Regions from separate parts of the Hordeum vulgare genome. Here region 2 is linked to region 1. Evidence: chromatin contacts called from public Hi-C data. All regions are on one chromosome and are shown on one strand. Each heading gives the region's core, a stretch centred on a gene start, on an enhancer-like site or on the middle of the called end of the contact. The rest is flanking DNA. Distances are from core to core; before and after follow the strand shown. Region 1 holds the start of LOC123427191 (probable leucine-rich repeat receptor-like protein kinase At5g63930). Region 2 holds the start of LOC123427193 (probable serine incorporator).

Region 1 (7,246 bases), core at 3,197-5,696:
GCACATTCATAAGTTCAGAAAGTTGAGATAAATTTTGCACCGAGGAAGTTCAGACAAAACTCAGCCGACAGTGTCAGAAGTTCAGAAAAATAAACATATATTTCCAGCAAAAGCACATTCATATTCCAACACTGAGAAATCTCAGCACTAAACCCAAATCTAAGCAAGAGGCACAGCACCACGTCCAGGGAGGAACCCAGGCTGAACTGCTCAGGGTTACTGTCTGGACTCGAGGGTACCTTCTTCATGATCATCAGAGAGGCTAACATACACAACCCCACTGTTTCCAGTCAGTATTATTTATCCCACTAGAAAACAATTGACAGAAAAGAATGAGTGCATGCTCCCAACATCCCCACCATAAGCAACAGGGGAAAGGGGGCAACGGGTATTGATTGCCTTTCACTAACTGAACTTATATATATAAATACATCATGAGCTATCCTTCTTCGAAGAACGATCAGAAGCAGGCGACGACGCCGAGCTCGCCCGGGCCCTGTCTTTCGACTCGCTTAACATAACTACAACATGCCGCATCGGCGGTCTCTCGTACGGCGACAGGTTACTACATAGCAGAGCAATTTTCAGGACCTCGATCATATGATCGACGACGGCTTTATCTTCCAAATCGAGATTGCTATCGAAGATCCCTGGACCCAGAGAATTGTCCCTGATGTAATTTTTGGCCCATGTTACCAGATCACCTCCCAGCTCTATCGGCTGCACAGGCGCACGGCCTGTTAGCAGCTCCAACAGCACGACACCATAGCTGTATATGTCGGATTTCTCGGTTACCTTCATGGTGTAGGCATATTCTGATCAAATGAAAAGAACTAGATCAGTACTTTGTTGGCCAATCATTGCCTAACTACAGATTCAAGTAAAAAAAAAACATGTAGGGTAAGATAGCAGTGATATGCAAATGGAATTTGTTTTGTAGGATGTGGAGAAAACTTAGGACTCACCTGGTGCAATATAGCCATATGAACCAGCAATTGCAGACATCGACTTTGAGATTGGCATGTCAATCACCTTGGCCAACCCAAAGTCACCAACATGAGCTTCAAAGTTCTCATCAAGTAAAATGTTATTTGACTTGATATCTCTGTGGATGATTCGAGGCTTGCAATCATGATGCAAGTATGAAAGCCCTTCAGCTGCCCCAAGGGCTATCGTGAAGCGTATCTCCCAATCAAGGGAAGAAGAAGATTGCCCGTGAAGTAGCTCTCCAAGGCTGCCTCTTGGCATGTACTCATACAACAAAAGGTTTGCACCCTGGTGATAGATGAAACCGTACAGCTTCACAATGTTACGATGTCTTATCTTTCCAAGAGTCATGATCTCTGCACGGAAGCTGTTGTCTGTGTTGCTTCCTTCCCTGTTAGAAGCCAACTTCTTTACCGCAATTATCTGCCCAGGCTTCAGGACGGCTTTGTACACAGTTCCACAAGCACCCCGTCCAATCACACAACTATCATCAAAATTATTTGTAGCAGAGACCAGTTCCTGAAATGTATACGCATCCTTCGCAGAAACAGGAATGTTAGACCCAGCAGATAGAATTTGCTTGTCTTGCAAAGGGGCTACTGTTTCTAATGGTTTCCTCATGTGGTGCAAAAGTATGGCAATAAGAATAAGTGAAACTCCTCCAATAATGGCGGCAATAATTGCTATGATCTTGCCCATAGGGCGACTGACCGAGTCGGATAACTGGGAAGAGGCGGGTGACTCAGATCCACACTTGCCAAGTTGTCCACCACAGAGTCCTCTGTTTCCAATAAAGCTGGTGACAACCATGTTGTCAAAAAGCGGCACAGGGGGGAGAGTACCTGTGAGATTATTGTACGAGACATTGAGCTGAAGCAAACTTGACAGGTTTACAAATGTATCTGGGATTTCACCTGTCAGGTTGTTATTATTGAGAAACAAACTTTCCAGTAATGCAAGACTGCCAAGCTCTGATGGTATATTCCCTGAGAGATTATTATAGCTCAAATTCATGGCAATCTGCAAGCTTGACAGCAGGCCCAGCTCCTTTGGTATTCCACCGGAGAATCGATTGCCACCAATCTGCAGTGCTGTCAAATGTGAAAGTTTACCAAGAATAGGTGGCATCTGTCCAGATAGCCTATTATCAGCAAACGAGAGAAGCTCCAGCTGAGGCAGTCTACCAACTTCATTTGGCAATGAACCTTCAAAGCTATTCTGGCTGAGATCAAGACGTTGCAACGTTGTACAATTGAAGATCTCCAGCGGTATGCTTCCTCCTAGCCTGTTAGACGAGATATTGAAGACCACAAGCTTTGACAAGTTCCCTATTTCTCGAGGCAACTCAGATGTGAAATAATTATTTGCAAGGTTAAGCCTCTGCAGAGTGTTGCAATTCCCTATCTGAGGAGGAATGGGGCCATTGAACTTGTTTCGAGCCAGCTCAATTGTTGTCAAATTCACCAGATTGCAGAGATCAGTGGAGAAGCTTCCTGTCAGACTGTTGTCACTGAGACGAAGCTGCACCAAGGATTTACAGCTGGTGATTCTGTGAGGTATGTTTCCAGTCAACTTGTTAGACCCCAGATTCAACAAAATAAGGTTTGACTGCCTACAAAGATCTCGAGGTATCTGCCCTGTAATGTTGTTATTTGAGAAATCCACCACCCAGAGTCGACTGTAAATGCCAAACCTTGGAGGTATGTCCCCTGATAGCATATTGTTGAAGAGTTGCAACTGGATTAGCTTGGTCATGTACTGAAATCCGGCTGGAATTGGGCCGGTGAGTGAATTGATCGAAAGATCAAGCTTGCTCAAGTTCCTCAATCCACACAACTCACTAGGAATAAAGCCGGTAAGCTGATTCTGGAAGAGGTAGAGTAGATACAGCCCTGGTATGTTGCCAAATTCCTTTGGTATCCCTCCAGTTAAGAAATTCTCAGAAAAATCAACCTCTTCTGCAAAAGAAAGCTTCCCAATTTCAGATGGAATGGTACCATTTATGGAATTCCTGTAAAGATATAGCTTCTCAAGATAAGTAATGTTCCCAATTGTTGCAGGTATAGGACCAACCAGATCATTATCATAAAGGGCAACTGTCCTGAGATTTGTGCAATTTCCGATCTCTGAAGGAATGGGGCCAGAAAGCTGATTTCCCCACAGGATTAGGTCTGTCATAAGACCCAGTCTCCCAATCTCTTTTGGCAAAGGCCCTTCTAACTTGTTCTGTGCAAGACCAAACACGGTCAGGTTACGGCATTCACCTATCTCGGCAGGAATGCTGCCAGATATAAGATTCTGTCCAAGCCGAATGGTCTTCAGGTTCTTGAGCTTGCCGATGGAATGTGGTATAGAACCGGAGAGGTTGTTACTGTACCCCACCAAGTCTTGAAGTGATGACATGTTACCAATCTCATCAGGTATTGGACCATGGAGCCTGTTATTGCACAGATTGCATCCGGTCAGCATGACCAGTTTCCCGAGCTCAGGGGGGATTGTACCGTCAAAATTGTTGTTATTCAAGTTGAGCAACACCAGTTTTGAGCAATTCCCAATATCCGGAGGGATGGTTCCAGAGAACTCATTGAAGGACAGATCAAGGCTAGTGAGCTCAGTAAGACCGCCAATGCCGGGGCCGACGGTGCCCGACAGGTTCATGTTGCTGACGTTGAGAGACACCACTGCTAGCCTCGACGATGAGGACGAGGAGCAGTTGACACCCCTCCATGCGCACGGCGATGGATCCCTCGGGTTCCAGTTGTCAAGGTGGTTGTAAGTGTCAATCATCTGGCTCTTGAGACCCAGGAGAAGCCAGCCCTCATGGCTCAGCCCCTGGCAGCCAGAGGCCAGCAGAAAGACCAGCACCACGCCGAGTTGCAAACCCCAGGACGCCGATGCCGTCCCAGGGCCCATGCTATCTTCACTTTGCAAATCAACCAATGCTCAGAGCCGAACAAGGAGCAGAACAACTGCTATAGCCTTGTGCATCTCTGCGCCTTCCAGACCTCCTGAAACAGAATGCAAGGAGAGAATTTTTAGAACATGACGCAAATGAAATGCTTCTGTTCTGGAAAGATTCCAACAGCATAACTATCCGCAGGATGCTACGTAGTACTACTTCTATTTTGCATGGCCTTCGTTTTCAGAGGAATGGACAGCACGACGATCCAGAGCAGGAATGAAAGCTATAGTACTAGTACTAAGAATCAAATTCAGGAACTCCAAATCAAGAATCTAACACCGGGAAGAATCACTGAAAAGCGACAAGAATCGAATCACCCCTCGTATGAAAATAATGCTTACTCCTGATTCAGGCTAGGACCAATCAAGGAAACCGGAACAGGAGTAGCCGGCCACCAATCCCACCATGTATATTTGCAGACAAGGATGTTTGAAACACCCAATAAGAACCGAGGAGGGGCCGCGTCCCCCTGAAATCGCGGGAGGCCCCGGCCCATCGGAGGGAGGGACCCATGAACAGCACCGCCGCGCACCGCCACCGCCACCCCGTCCGAAACAGATCTAGGAGCGGGCCTTTCACTCCGCACAGAGCTAGCGAGCGAGCGAGCGAGCTGCGCGCAGTAACTAACGCCACCCCCACCCCCTACAACCGCAAGCCAGCAGCACATCGCGCGAGGGTACAGCACGGCGCACCAGGAGGGCGCATTAATGCGGACGCGCGCACGCCCGCAACAAGAGCAAAGTAAGAGGCTTTCCAACTCACCGCGTTTTCCGCCGCGCTTCCGCCACGCCGCAGTCCCGCCGCCGCTGGGCCGCGCTCTGGCGCCGGCTCACTGCCGCGCCGGGCAAAGAGTGGTGAATGGGCGATGAAGAGACGGACGCGCCGCAGCGGAGTAGGGAGAGAGGGAGATGAGGGGAGATGGCGAGATAGCTAGCTAGCTAGCTAGGGGGAGGAGGGGAGGTGATGGAGGTGGTGGACTGGTGGTGGTAGGGGGGGTGGGGAGAAGAAGTTGGCTCGGGCCGGACGGAGGGGAGGAAATGGCAGGCAAGCACGCTCGCGAAGCGTAGCAATCGCTCGCGGGCGGTCCCTCTCCCTCGATCTAGCCTGGCCCCCCTTTGCTTCCCTTCCCTTCCCTTCCCCTCTTTGCTTGCTTCCGCTCGAGCTTTGCTTTTCGTCCTAATCCGGCCGGCCCCACCCCGGCGCTTTTCTCCCTAACTCTAGTCTAGTGTAGTCTTTAATTTCTCTTGTTGCTTCTGGCCTTTAATTTGTGTGCTGCTGGGGTTTGGAGTTACGTACTCGGTGCTAGTGTGTGCGTGTGCGTGTGCGTGTGTGTGTACCGGTAGTGGTAGGGCAGGGTAGGGTAGGCAGGCCGTGTTGGCGGGCGGCACCGGCTGCACAGTGCCGAGGACGTATGTTTGGTTTGGGAGAACAGCCGTGATTATCTGTCGCTCCAGAAAAAGGAAATACCGGTGCTAATCATACTGGTCTCGGTCTGGTCTTGTCTGGTCGTGACAAAATAGCGCTAATCATACTGTACGTCTTCCATGCGTGTCTCTACGGGTTTGGATGGGAACTGATTGGTTTTCTTTGTCCTGTCATCAACTCATAATGGGCGATGGGTGGATGGCTCACGGGTGAGCTCAGCCGCTGCGTCTGCGTAGGAGTACGTGACTGCACGGGTTGCCGGCCCTGTACATGTCGAGACACGGAGAAAGGCAGATGCGCACGCTTGCCAGTTGCCACCACCACCAAAGCATCGCGTGTGCGTGTGATCGGTTGCCCCGAGTTCGTTCGTGGCCGTCGGTTTTCCCTCCGGGTCATGGGAAATTCGCACGGTTCGCCGTCTCTGGTCCGTTCCGGGCTGGAGTAGCAGCAGTCGTCGTGCTACCTGGCCTGGCCTTGGGGTGCGCGAGTGAGATCGAGCAAAAAGAAGGATGTGCTCCTTTACGTGCGTGCGAGTGCGTGCAATACCTATGCAGTTCTCTAGGTAGGGACGTGGAGGTGGAGGTGCACGGATGGACCGGGGTGCCTTCTAGTTTACTCACCCTGCTGTCAACTTTTCTTTTCTTTTCTTTTCTTTTCTTTACATGGATGGATGGATGGATCAGTGCGACGTCGAGGACTGACTGACTGATGTATGGCACGCACAAACCGCGGGAATCCTCCACCCGCGACAGATGCATGGGTCGGCGTTCCACGTGCACGGCCAACTGTGCCGCGCATGGACTCGAGGCACCGTTGGCACCCCAGAGGAGAAGCTTCTCTGCTCTGCAAAACGCATTGCCCGGGTTTTCCGGGGAAAGACGACCCGAGCAACGATGCCTTTGCACGCCGAAATTCAAACATGACACGTCCTTCACCTTAAGTTTATCTTTCGGATTTGATCCGGGTCTAACCCATTCTATATAGAATAAAAACGTAAGAATTGCAGTACTGGTCGTACTTGTACGCGAGTATTATACCTGCGCTAGGTCAACAAAAATCGCCTTCTCTCCCAGAAAAAAAATAGTGTATAGCAATACCATTCGCTGAAACCCGGCTCTGAAACATATCTACCCTTTGGAAGAATGGATCAAACCCTAGGATAACTAGAGCGCTCTGACTTCCCTTTATTCTGGGGAAGAAAGTCTCCGGGAAGACTAGAGCATCGGCCCCCGAACAATTGAATATGTCCATAGGTTTCATACACACGTTTGTGCATATATATTTTTTGGCCGGTGTTATGACTTTGTAATGTGAGAACTGACCAGTATTATAAAGAGCAGTGTATTTGAGTTGAAAGCTCACTACGGCCACTCGCCTTTAAAATATGCTTATTACCACTCGCCTTTAAAATATGTTTATTATGGTCATTATATACGGGTTAAGGTGACCGTTACTAGCTCGTCGTATAGCTCTATATTCAGTCGAGTTGATTGGTCAACCTAGTCAACATTGATCGGATGCCGTTGCTGTGCTCTCACTTCCCTCCCACTCCCAAATGGCCGCCGCCTGCTTCCTCTCCACGCCCTCCCCGCTCGCATGCCTCACGCACCTTGCACGCGTCGCCGGCCGACCCCCTCGCACTCCCTGCCTCGCCTCGGGAGGCCTCGCCCGTCCTCCCAGCATGCGGAGAAGAGGGCGGGCCGATGACGCCCAACGAAAGCGGATCTAGGGGAGGCATGGTGCGAGGTGGCTGGGGATGACGCTGGCCTAGGTCGGCGACATAACCGACGTCGGCGTCACCCACGTCTTGATGCCCCCGCCCCCGCACTTTATTTCCCCTCAGGGCTACATGTTAGGCCGACTGTACAACCT
Region 2 (7,246 bases), core at 3,126-5,625, 160 kb after region 1:
CACTCTGTCGGAAATATGTTGCGAACCCGACCACCCCTTATAATTCTTCATGATGTGCATCACTAAGATATGTGTATGACTAAACCACCCGCATAGTTGCGGTAGGCCCTTAATAAAGCTGAACAAATGGGATCCACTCATTAGTTCAGGTGAGGCGCTAGGTGGTCTTTACAAAATTTGCAGGCTGGGAATCTTTTTTGTGTGTGCAGATTGGGAATCTTCAATCTTGAAACCAATCAAATGTACAGTACAGATAAATATCGATGCCAATTTCAGGGTACAATAATCTCCCAAGAGCGCAACTAGGTGATAGTTTAGAAACTAACATTTTTCACTTACAATTATAGTAGCCCAATTACCATCCTTGCCAATTTTCATCTCAGTGTAGCACTTTCCGGCTCGTGGTTCACTGCACATTGCAATTCATGAAAATGAGTCGTATGCAATGCCAAGTAGAAGGGCAAATGAGGAATATAAATCTAAGGATAAGATAATACCTGTGTAGTGCAGACCAACAGAGGAACACAATATATGAGCCCATTATTCCAGAAGATAGAAGACCCTCATTAACCTTTTTAGCAAGTAAAATAAATTAAAATCGTACACATTATGCAGGTTGAAGCAATGCAAGGCAAAAACTGAGCGCAAACAGTTTCGGGTATCAGTTAAACATAGAGGTGCAGCACTGCAGCAATAGGACACCAGTATTGATAGCATTTGTAGAACAGTAGCACAAGCAAAATAATGTATAAAGTGGAATGATCTGTTGTTCTGAACCTAGTAGACATCTAGAGTGGTAATGGGAAGCAATGCGATAGGGTAGATATCTGATCATTTGCCCCAAAGTTCATGTAACTGCAAGTCTGCAACCATTTGCCATTTTCTTTATTGTAAGTGAACATATGCCCTTTCTTTCTTGTGCCGACTGATCATTTCCCAAAATGTATCATTTCAACTTATTTCTGCTCCTAATGCCACTTATTTATTTGAAATTTGCCTATTAATTATGTTTAACACTACTACATTTTTGTCTTCTGAATCCTCTCTTTTGTCAACATTTATCTCAATTAAAAAGTTCCTGGTTGAATACTGTATCATTATCTTCTCGTACTAAGTTGAGGCCTTGGGCTGCAATATTCTCGTACCTTTGAGTGTAGTGACACCGCCATCATTATCTTCACTAGGACTGCCGTCCATATAATAGTAAATATGTTGAACACGCATGATGAGTTTGGAACGTACAGAATATATAGCACGAGGATTCCGGCAAATGAGGCAATGAAGGAGAGCGTTGACAAGAACAATCCAAACAGGCCGCTGAAAAGCACATAAAACATCATCCTTGTCATGGCCTGAAATAGTTTTAGCATTGTGTTGAAGTAATTGAGACACCAGAACACAGCTAATTAAATGTCTGAGCATTCAAATAATCATGTACCATTGATTTGATCCAGGATCTGGCATCCAACGTTTATTGCACCATGATATGAGGTGGAGCATGCTTATAAGCTGGAGAATGAGAAATATCCTGGAGGAATATGAAACATAAATTAACGAAAACCGTTGCAACATGCAAGGCTTGGAACTTCTCAAATCTCAGTAATATATATCCGAAACATTAAAATTACCCGGCACCCATTCGAGCAATTTCACCTGCAGAGGATATGGAAGAGATTTATTTCAGCCCACTAATATTTAAGCTACTCAGATGCAAAGTTATAATGGAACTAATACCACAGAATTATTTAGAATTAGTTGTCATGTCATGTTTTCACTTGCTTTTCCCAAATAATAAAGGATGATCTGTAAGTTGCCGCTTTGGCCTTGACACCTACTCCCTCCGTTCCTAAATACTTCCTCCGTTCCTAAATATAAGTCTTTTTAGAGATTTTACTAAAGGGCTACATACAAAGCAAAATGAGTGAACCTATATTCTAAAGTATGTCTATATACATCCGTATGTAGTCTCCTTAGTGAAACCTCTTAAAAGACTTATATTTAGGAACGGAGGGAGTATAAGTCTTTTTTGAGATTGCACTAGGGGACTACATAGACATATTTAGAGTATACATTCACTCATTTTGCTTCATATGTAGTCACCTAGTGAAATCTCTAGAAAGACTTATATTTAGGTAGGAGGGAGTACATCCTAGCCTCTCCGATATATTGCTATATATTGCTTAGAGAAGAGGGAGAATTGCCAATGTACCATTGCAAAGATGTGAAACATGGAATTGCAAACATGCTAATCACTGCACTACCATTGCAAAGAGGTAAAATGTGGAGGTGAAATGGGGTCATTGTACCACTCCGAGTCTCTAACCATAAAAAGATTACAAGAAAAACACAGTTCCATGTGATGAGAAAATCTGAAAAACTTCTACATGTATTTAGTAAACTCAAAACTTAATGTTAATTTTTGTGGTATTTACAAAACAAATTGTGTGTAACTAGGGTGCTGTTTTATTTGTTGTAAAACATCACATTGATGTTTCTACCTTCCCAAACTTTAAGCTCACAATTCATCCCAGGATGTACATCTAAAATTCCAGTCCTTTTGTATTTAAATGCAACTGTTGTTTTTAAACTCAACTTTGTATTTCCACCTTGAGGCCTCATTTGGATAAGGGGGATTGTGGAGGTTTAGAGAGGAAAATCCCCGGGAGGGCTAGAAACCCCACAAATCCTCGGGCGTCCATTTGATAGGAGGGGTTTGCTTAGCCCAATCCCCTCTGTTCCCCTTCAATCCCTTCCTATCCATGTGTTTCAAAACCCTTTTGTAGGGACTAGTGGAAGCAAAGCCCCGGGGATTTGAGAGGATTGGGTGAAAAAAGGGATTCACCCAATCCCCTGAAATCCCTCCCTCTCAAAACCTCCCAAATCCCCCTTAACCAAACGAGGCCTGAGGGAAGTTCGGGTATTTTAAGAAGTTGGGCTGAGTGTAAACATTAGATTGACTATTTTCTCTCTTTGTAACTGTACTACAGGAATTTACAGTTTCCAAATTTCAAATCCTTGCAATGGCACATTGAAAGGAAATAAACTTATTTTGAGCGAAGGAAAGCAACAATTTTAAGTGTATGACTATGCACATGTACTAAGGCAGCCATGTCATGCACCCTTTGCAGCAACTACAATATGGTACACCGGGCAGTGAGCGGAGAAGTGATTACCGTTTATAAGTGACAATTATGGGGAGAAAAGGAACTTACCATAGAGCTGGATGAATATGTTAGGGATGATAAATGGGGTGACGATTGACGCGACATACACAAGAAACTTGAGAACCCAGCATCCAGAATGCCACGAATTACGAACTCCCTGGAGCTTGCGTGTTCCAAACGTTGTGGCAAACATCAGCCAGAAAAATATCTACCAATTGATTTAAGGAAGTGAACAAAAGGCACAAACAATTTCATTGATCTCATTGCTCACGTGTCTTCTTTACGTGCAATTTTAGTTTTGCCTAGGACTGTGAAAACGGTACTGCAGAACAGCCTAACTTCACCTGAATCACTTCCCGCTTACCCCTTGAGCACCTTATGCAAAATGCAATTGTCTCAACGGCAGTATGCAGACTGCAGCGGTGCACCGTAAATTCAGGTGCAAAACAATTCCTATATCCTTGTATATGTAAATTAAGGATGACTGTTTCGGTATATAAAACAAGGATACAAAGCAACCCAAACTAACCCGGAGCACCCCTCCAGAACGGAAGCATTTGGAGTCCCCTGCTCCACAGACCGGGATATCTGAAGATCACAGCAGACAGACAGCAGCGCAGTACAACGCACATCAAATTCAGAATGCTTCTTCCATCGTTCGTTCATGGCAAATGAAGAAGGTCTGGATGGAAATGCAGAGGGCGAACGTACGGTGCAGTCCGCCGAGCAGCTTGGCCCCGTAGTCCCTGATGAACCAGGCCAGCAGGTTGGTGGCGAAGAAGATGAGCCCGTAGACGTAGCGCGCCCTGAGCGACTGCCTCTTCCTCGCCTCGTACGCGCCGCTGTCCCTGTACAGCTCCGGGGCTTGTATCTTGATCATATCCCCTCTCTCGTAGACCCAATCGCCGTTGCTCCTCCTCTCGGCGAACAAAATGGTCTTCTCGGTAGGCTCGGGTCGAGTCCTGCGGAACTAACAAGCCATGGATCGATGAGGTCGCTGGCTCGCTGAAGCTTGACCAACAATGCCGTCCGGAATTCGGACGGGCGAGGGAGGGGAGGGGGGTAAAGGAAGAAGGAGGAGGACTCACCGGCGGTGCCGCAAATCCGGCGGAGGAGGGAGGCGGCTCCACGGCGGTGCGGAGCTGGTGGTGCTTCTTTACTTTCTGTCTCACTGTCTGCTCCGTCCCGTCTCACTCGGGTCAGTGCGTGCATGACTTCACCTGGCTCGGACGCGTGCCTCTTTAAAACATGCACGGCAGGCCGCTCTGGTCGGAGGAGAGCGGTCTGGGCCGCCCGATGGGCAGATCGCAGGGCTGTACGGGTTACGGCCGTGGGCCCCATTGGTTTTCTAGAAGCGAGCGCTGCTCCACGACCGTTGGGGCGCGGCGATGGCGTTTAAAACCGGACGGCGCGCACGGAGAAGGAAACGACCTCTCCGTTGGTGGCAGCGTTGGCTGTGCTTTCGCCGAGGTAGGGTTAAACCGAAGGAATTTGTCCGAAAAAGGGCTAATGTTAAGTAAGGAAGTTTTGCTGGCCAAGGTGTTGCCCGGACGAAACCGAAGACTCAGCCTCGTGCGCCTTTTGTTTCCCGTGGTTTGGTTTTGGTTCACTCGTTTGGGAAAGTTGTTGATGCCTTTAGGAGTTTCTTGAGGTTTGGTGAACAAATACTAGTACTCCAATCCAATAGAGGTCACTCGAGATTTGATGAAGCGATAAAAAGCGTTTTCGTGCTCGGGGACAGACTGACATCACGATTGTTTTTTTAACAAGGTACATACATACATGTTCATACATATATATACACACATTTTTATGAACACATACATATACCCTATCCTATAAACACCTTTCAAGGCACATCGTCGGAAAGCCTAAAATAAATTCAGAAAAATGTAAGCATCGATGTCAAGTCTAAAACTTAAACTCTCGTAAGCTAGGGATACCACTGTCTTTCTAAATATTCAAAAACATATTGGTTTGCCGTTTCTTCTTGAAGTACCTTCTTGTGTTTGTCCTTTTCCTCGATAAACTTATTAGAGCAACTCTAAAAGACCCGTGCGAACCCTCAAAATAATCATCATTTTACAATTCCACGCCAACAAAGTATCCCGAATAAAACCCGTATCACTTGCGAAACTGTAAAAACAATTATAAGGCGCGGTAAAAGTTTGTCCTTAACCTGTAAATTCATGGACTGGGAGTGCGATCCGAGCTCGACCCCTACCGGCAGAGATTTTTGGCAGGAAGGACATTTTCGCACGACACTTTCCGCTTCCACTTCGGCCCGCCTCCGTTGATCTTCCTCCGGCCGCTTCGGAGCACCATTTGTGTCCGCCCATTGCCGCCATGGAAGCCTTGGAGCCTTCGTACTTCACCGTGGAGGTCAGCCACGCGCCGAACCCTCCACCAGATCTCGTCGCAGGCCATGTCGCGCCCGTGGCCGTTCAACCCTCGTCTGCGCCACCCCGCAAGCGGTAGAGCAACGTCGTCATCCAGGGCGGCTTATCCGCAACCCCCATCGGGCAGGCACCCACGTCCGCTGCCACCGTTGCCGACAACGCTGTGATTTCGAGGAGACTTGCGCCGACCTGGAAAGGCAAGGTCTCGGGTGCAAAGCACAAGAAGGCGGCCACAAGAGCAACCCCGCCAATGCCTCCTTCGATTGCACCGACGAGAACAACCCGAGGATGTCCGCGGACGGCAATGCTACTGCCGCGGACAATGTGTTCGACGAAATGGATGCAAGATATGAAACCTTTTTCTTTGTTCGCCATTTACGTTTGTTCGTAAATTATTGGTTGTGAATGTAGGGATGGTTTGCACATTGAGATTGTCGAGTTCGTACACTTGTTGAACGACAACATCATCGACATCGAGCAAGCAAACTATATTTGATTGTTCAAATTTGATACAAATCAGTAGAATTGATGTCAAAATGTAAGATTGAATTTTTACAGTTCCGCGGTGCGGGTTCTGTTCTGCCGCGGTTTTCACTAACCCGTAAAAAGTGATTTTCACGAATTGTAAACACGGGATACAGGTTTGCAGTGGGTCTGCTAGAGTTGCTCTTAGAGCATCTCTAGCCGATCTCTCAAAAAATAAAAAAAATAAACGACCAAGTATAGAAGAGTAAAATTTTATTCTAACTAAGGCCGGACCTAGCCAATCCCATATATTTAGTGAAGTGTTTTTTTAACACCCCGAGATCGTTGTTTCAGTAATTATTATTATATTGTTTACTCTATATTATTTTTGCATTGCATCATGTCATCGTCCCATTAAACTTTTGCAACCCAATTTAAACTCAAATAAATAAATCACATAGATCCTTGAACTATTTAAATTGAGGAATTTCACATGGTGAATTCTCTTTAAAACTTATTGAAAGCCTCTCGATATCATCAGGGAGCTATATTAAACTATTCCAGTGTTGTGGAATTTACCAAAACACACTTTCGTTTTAAATCTCTTTTGTTTTAAATTTATTTAAGCACTTGATCTATCCTCCTTTCACCCCATTTCAAGTCATGAAGCTTTTAAGTATTTTAGAGAGGTCTCTTGCCAAATCTCAGCTTGATCATTTTGGCGTCCATTTTTCTGTAATGGGAAAAGGACAACCTCTTTTTTCCCTCTCTACCAGGCTGACCCTATAGGACCACTGCACCCCCTAACCCTAGCCTCTCTTCTTTTTGAGAGCAACTAGTTTGCGAGCGCTTCTTTGGAAGCTTTCCAGCATGCACTCGCATGCGCCGTTACTTGGCGTGTTCTCAGCCGTCGTCATGTGTCGCGCTTCAACCATTTCCTTCGGATTTTTTTTATTTTTTCGCACGCGTTTTCGGCTTCTTAGATTGTTTTTTTCTTAATTTTTTGGTATTTCTGTTTTTCATCGGTCTTTCTTAGCCTTTTGACGATTTTTTTGCGTGGAAAAATCCATTTTCTATTTTTTGACTGTGCCTCTCGGAAACGAAAAAAACACGTTTTCTATTTTTTTGTGAGAGACACGATTTTGCTTCCGCGAGAGGCACGCTTTTACTTCTGCGAGAGGCACAGTTTTACCTTCGCGAGAGGCACGACCGTCCTTG

What was found. Hi-C and Micro-C count contacts between places; a contact is called where the count stands out from the background.
Region 2: a contact with region 1 is called in a Hi-C map of leaf, with 5 times the contacts expected there. The contact joins the promoter of LOC123427193 here to the promoter of LOC123427191 in region 1. A contact is called at or near these places in 5 of 6 Hi-C or Micro-C datasets (leaf, seedling and an unstated tissue) and 1 of 1 datasets of contacts at active chromatin or transcription factors (embryo).

The regions. Positions count from the first base shown.
Region 1 is chr2H:551,808,215-551,815,460 of MorexV3_pseudomolecules_assembly, forward strand. It overlaps LOC123427191 (probable leucine-rich repeat receptor-like protein kinase At5g63930), which reads right to left and starts at 4,447. Exons shown (of 5, transcript XM_045111173.1): 1 at 4,291-4,447; 2 at 966-3,995; 3 at 437-815; 4 at 1-47. The coding sequence starts at 3,900.
Region 2 is chr2H:551,965,088-551,972,333 of MorexV3_pseudomolecules_assembly, forward strand. It overlaps LOC123427193 (probable serine incorporator), which reads right to left and starts at 4,376. Exons shown (of 13, transcript XM_045111175.1): 1 at 4,253-4,376; 2 at 3,876-4,126; 3 at 3,676-3,752; 4 at 3,213-3,372; 5 at 1,629-1,653; 6 at 1,439-1,528; 7 at 1,146-1,317; 8 at 498-571; 9 at 340-409. The coding sequence starts at 4,044.